Regions from separate parts of the Mus musculus genome. Here region 1 is linked to region 2. The links are chromatin contacts, called in public Hi-C maps. All regions are on one chromosome and are shown on one strand. The core of a region is the stretch at or near the end of the contact, and the rest is flanking DNA. Distances in the headings are between cores, read along the strand shown.

Region 1 (2,700 bases), core at 156-2,655, 94 kb before region 2:
CATTGATGGTTTGCTGAGGATACAGATATTCCACACACAGCTTCTCTCCTTGTTTGTGAGAAGTTATTGTATAGTAAGCTCTTCCAGCCAAGAAAGAATAAAGTCTTAGGCTTGTGCTTATGGGTGACACTGTGGGTCAGATGCTCAGAGAAGCCAGGAGTGACTTCTTCTCCTTAGCCAGGGTCTTCTGAGAACTTCTTTTAAGGAAAGGTAGGACTTGTAGGTGATCCATATTCTAGTGTATGCTTTTCTGCTGTGCTATTATTAATTAAAATTATTCTTGTCATGGAAGGATTTCAGAGTGTCTTGGTTTACACACATGCTGGCAGGGCCACCCTAAGATGGCTCTGTGACTTCTTCCTCTCACTCTTGTTTTGTTTTTCCAACAACTTTAGTTGATAACAAAAAACTAATAACAGTCAGGTCCAGATAGACTCAGATTTCCTTCTGCCTCATCAAAGCTCCTGCCTCCTTCATTAGGAAAGAGGCTAGACTTTCACACCAATGAGTTCCACCCATTAATATTCAGAGAGAATCTTTAAGTTACCATGTAACAAAATTTGTATCTCATCTCTACATTAATTAGTTACTTATGTTTAATGAATCAGCTCAGGCACCCTCTCCTCTATGACAGGCCTGTCAGAATGAGTTGCCAGGGAAACTTGCTTTGATATAGACACACTGGCGGTCATATTTAAATATTTTAAAGCCATTCTAACCTTCCCAAATCAAATCTGACTTCGTGTTAGAATATCTATTATTTCATAAGTCATACTTTCGATTCCTGATAACTGTTAGGCTCAGGAGTCACCTCACAAACCACATGAATATCAATCTCAGTCAGACAGGGATAGTTATTGCGCATACAACCCAGGACTGATTGATCAGGGCCACACATCCAGACTCAGGGGCTGGTTGTGACATTAAGCTAAGATCCTACAGGGCTTTTTAAGCCTAAAATCTACAAACATTTGTGCCAAGTTATTCCACCAATCAGGATTTAGAGATAGGGGATTTCCTTAGGAACATGCCTTTGTTGTACATGTATTCTGCTTCCATTGGTTGGGGTATTTACCTGTGGCAGTGGACTTGCCTTGTCTTAACATCCACGTCTTAACTTGCCAACCAGGATGCCATTACCCATGTACATGTCTCTTTCTGCCAGGTTGGATGTCAGTTCCCAGGGAGGTCTTGGGAATTTACACTTTACTCCACCTCTACTCAAAATGGAAGTCTTATTCCAAATAGCTTTTTTATTGGTACAGGTATCTCTCTTGTGGTGGGGTCCATCCCAGAGGCAGTTATGAAGTTCGTGGCAAATGCCATGAAAGCTTATGACGGTACCAGAAGTGGTGCTGGGTGGTTGGTGTGGGTCCAAGCTTATTGTGAGTAACTATACAAAGCAGTTCTGCTGACTTGTCTCGTGATTGGTTTCCAAGGAACAGAACATAACAGAATGTGTCATCAACTTGGGCATGAAAAAGTTTCCTAGTAACAGCAGAAACAGCCTGTGAGAAAGTTTCCTTATAATATTAGTAACAGCAAAAATGGCAGGCTAGCCAGGCCTTACCAATACCTATTACCTAGGCCTTAACAATAACTATAAAAATAATTTCTGCTAAAGGATAGCAAGCCAATTAAGAGCAGTCTCCTTAATCCTAAATTGTTGCTCCTGTTGTAGATCCCTCTTTTTTACAACAGCTATCTTCCCTTTCTGGGATTTATCTCTACAACCTTCAGACTCTAAGTACACCATTAAAAATGATAGTAATTTAGAATGTGTGGATCTTCAATGTTTGTCAACTAGGAAATTTGCATGTGTGGTCATGGATTTAACCTCCAATTCAGAAGCAATCTCGTGGGCCTATAGTGAGGGTGGCAGTGTGCGTATGTGTGTACGCAAACTTCAGAGGCTTAACAGGAAGTGTTCGTTTGTGTGAGCTAAGATTGCATGTGCTAAATATATGAAGTGTTTCTTGACTGTGGATTAGAATTCTGCTGGGAGAGACAGGATATAGAAAGAATGAATGGACGCATTTTAAAGTTCAAAAGATTCAGATTCAATTTGAGCTCAGTCATTTACTCATTATGCAAATGAGTATGACCTTATGCAAATGTTTAACCTCTCTGATTCTAAGTTGTCCCACTGGGGAAGTGGATAATACTCATTAGACCAAAGTATTTTGAGATCAAATAGAATTTGATTTGAGGAGTGTCTGGCACATAGCAACCACCAAATAAGTAGAAATTATGGTAATTTTAGCAATAATTTTTCTAAACAGTACGGTGGTGTGTGACATTATGGTCAGACACTTAAAAGCACACAGTACTGCCTTCTCTGCTCTCCCTATACCAGGAACTGCACACCAGGGTCTTCATAAATGAGCTAATTTAATCCTCATAACTACCCTCCAAAGATAGGCACTATTTGCATCTCTGTTTACCAGAAGAAAGAGAATGGGAGAATAATCTTTCTAGGCACATAGGTAGTAAGCAGTGGTGTTGATTTTCAAGTCCGGCTATTCTGATTTCAGACCCCTCCTCTGTTAGTTAATGAAACTAATTAATAAAACTTGTTAAGTAATTGAGTGAAATTAATTAAGAGTCAGTCATCTGTACATTTGAAAAATATGCAAAGAAAAGGATAACCAGGGGAAAAGAAAGGAAAAGGAGAGGGGCAGGAATTATTTCTTAAGATAG
Region 2 (2,700 bases), core at 99-2,598:
CCTTATCTCAAAATCAAGCAAACAAAAAGTAGGTGAGCTCTGGAGTACAAATGTTTGGAGAGAAGCGTCTTTGAACTTGCTCTCTTGACAATACAGCTCATTCAGCTCCCCCTACATTTTTATTTTATTTTAAATGAGATGGAGTCTCAGACAAGGCTACCTTGGTCCTGGCTCCATAGCTAAAGATGGCCTTGAACTCTGTCTCCACCTTTAAAGTGTTGGGAGTACAAGTAAGTGCCACCATGCTGAGTTTATGTGGTGCTGGGAGTGGACTCCAAAGTCTCTAGCTGTTCGAGTGCTCCACCATCTGAGCTCCATGTTCAGTTCCACCACACGTCCCCCTCCCCCTCATCTTAAGTGAGGCACACGCATATCCACATAGAAAAGACTCACATGCCCAGGACAAGCAGAACAGAGACAGCATAGCTTTTATCACAACGGTGTCTCAGAGTTAGGCCCCATGCCTGTCTCTACCTGGAAAACCAATAAACGTGGACAGAAACAGTGTAATCCAGGAGCTAGGCACTGGTGAACAACGAGCTGTCACGAAGATTTAGGCAGCCCAGTGCTTTGTTGGTTCACTTTTAAGCCAAAAAATGGGGGGGGGGGGCGGTCCTCCGGGTGAAAATCCATCAACAAAAAGTAACCAACATGTCCCAGAGCTCAGTGCTTCAGATCATATAGACCAGGGAGCCAACTGGGTCTTTGAATAAAAAAGAACCCAAGACACCAAAGAAACCAAGCTTCTCTTCTCCCCAAAGCATCTAAACAAGCCCAGGCACGGAAGGCTCCCGTTCCATCGTTCCTTTATAGGATTGTGACATTTATCCGTGTAGTCTTTAATGATTATCTGTGTGACTGGCGGTCGTAGAAACCATGGTTCTATTCATTCATTAGATGGTTTCTCAGAGGACTGAGAGGGCGGGAAGGAGAAAGACTGAATGGGGGAGGGGGCTGAGGTGAAATTCATCATAGAAGGCGATGTCCCTTGCAGCTCGCCCTTTTGGAGTGGAGGCTGCGCAGGACTCGTAAAGACATAAGAAGGGAAACTTTGACAGGAAAGGGATGCTTTCCCCTGAGCCTAGGGGGGAAAAAAAAACTGAAGCCCACCACATATCGCCACAAAAGTTCAGCACACCACACCTGCCTTCCCCAGATGGGGCTCCCCGCGCAAACGCCTCCTCGTCCTCCAACCAGGGTGTAAGCTCCTCCCTCGTTAGAACGCCGTGCTGTCCTAGCTCCAGAGCGCCTGGGCTGCCTGGCGGCGGGGAGTGGGCCCAGCTCTCTGCCATTGGTCGCATGGCCCCGGAGGGAGGAGGGACAGCGCAGAGCCCAGCGCAGCCTACCGGGTGCCCACTCCCATTGCGCTCGCCGCTCGTGCGCTCTGCTCTCGCTCCGCGCCCCCGCGAGGTGCATTCCCTAGGATCGTCGTGGGGCGCACGTCGTCAAGACAGGGCCGCTGCCCCACCCCAGCGCCGGAGTCCAGATCTGCACATCAGTGAGCACAAGAGTTGGGAACTAAAACGAACCGGTCACAGAGCAATGGCAGTGGGCTGGTCCCTAGAGAGGGCCTCCGGACGCCCCGCCTAGGGTGGCAGGGGGTTCCTTAGCTTCGGGATGCTTCATCCCGACTCTCCTGGGACTACTTGAGATTTGGCTCCTTGCTGTGGAACGCCTCCCGAATCTTTTCTTTTCTTAGCTGGCCCCGGAAGCCCAGCTCTCAGGGTCTCTGGGAGACTGGGCCAGCCAACTACAGCTGGATTCACCAGGGGCCGGGCAGGCAATGTCCTTGGCCCTGGGATGACCCGCCTGATTCCTGGGCTCGGGGAGTCAGGAAAGTCTGCCCTCCAGTCCGCGCTGCTGCAAAGGATGATTCCTCTGCGGGCAGTTTACACTTTGTAATACGTTTCTGATGCCTTTTGTGTGGGGTTTGAGGTGTATGAGAGCATTTCTTTATTTCTAGGGTCATCTGCTTTTCCTGGGGAGTCGCCACAGGCACATTGACGGCTGGCGTTTCTCTGTCCTGTATTCCCTTGAGTCTCCTCGCCTGGCTGCGAATTCGGATAAGTTCTTCCCGCTGAACTCTTGGGTTCCCCAGCGGAGCTTTCTTAGCTCCCCCCAAAACCGGGTAAGCAATTCACTCTCAACCCTTCTCTTTCCCGGGATGTGAGAGGCGAGATTGCCTGCAGTCCTGCACCTCCCAGGCAAGCGGGAGGTGCGCGCATTATGGGCAAATGTTTGAGTTCTCATTAAGACCGAAGAAAAAGCAACACTCCCTCCTCCTGAGAGAACAGAGAGCCACATTCATTCGCAGAAACGTCTTGAAGATCAGGTTTGTGGACTGTGCCTGTGTGCCTTGTGCGGTCAGGTGTCTGGTGCCGGGGGCTCCCCCAGGTTTAGTGTCAGGGACTCCAGGGACTAGGTCTGTTTCTTAATGTCCTCCGTTTTCTCTGCCGATTTGTCTTCCTGGCAAGAATGTTCTGTTGAAGCACTTCAATTCAGTGGGTCTTGTCTCACAGTGCTTTGTTTAGAGGAAGGTCAAAGCTATCCTGTTGGACTTGGCTCCCAATGCAGGTACCAGAGCAGGTGAATGGACAACTGCTCCCAATGCTGGTGAATGGACAACTGCAGGCCCTGAACTGAGGTCCACCCAGAAACCACTCCTTAGGATGCTTGTTCTAGGATACTTTTCCGTTTCTG

What was found. A called contact is a pair of places that touch in the nucleus more often than the background predicts.
Region 1: a Hi-C map of cortical neurons shows a contact between it and region 2. The contact joins the enhancer-like site here to the promoter of Sertm1 in region 2. A contact is called at or near these places in 4 of 39 promoter capture datasets (embryonic stem cells, hippocampal neurons and neural stem cells), 5 of 484 Hi-C or Micro-C datasets (cortical neurons and embryonic stem cells), 3 of 115 datasets of contacts at active chromatin or transcription factors (embryonic stem cells, neural progenitor cells and stem cell-derived neural progenitor cells) and 3 of 9 other capture datasets (adipose tissue, liver and pancreatic islet).

What each region holds. Positions count from the first base shown.
Region 1 is chr3:55,008,771-55,011,470 of GRCm38.p6, reverse strand. No RefSeq gene overlaps it. Among named protein-coding and RNA genes, the nearest start is that of Ccna1, 45 kb to the left of the region's middle. Within about 2 kb of position 1,405, at least 9 of the 459 cell types and tissues checked have an H3K27ac peak or open chromatin away from gene starts, as enhancers often do. A contact at or near this core is called in cortical neurons, where this site is marked.
Region 2 is chr3:54,914,535-54,917,234 of GRCm38.p6, reverse strand. Sertm1 (serine rich and transmembrane domain containing 1) reads left to right here and starts at 1,348. Exons shown (of 3, transcript NM_177854.4): 1 at 1,348-1,498; 2 at 1,964-2,128. Gm31358 (a long non-coding RNA gene) reads right to left here and starts at 1,216. Exons shown (of 4, transcript XR_375676.2): 1 at 1,144-1,216.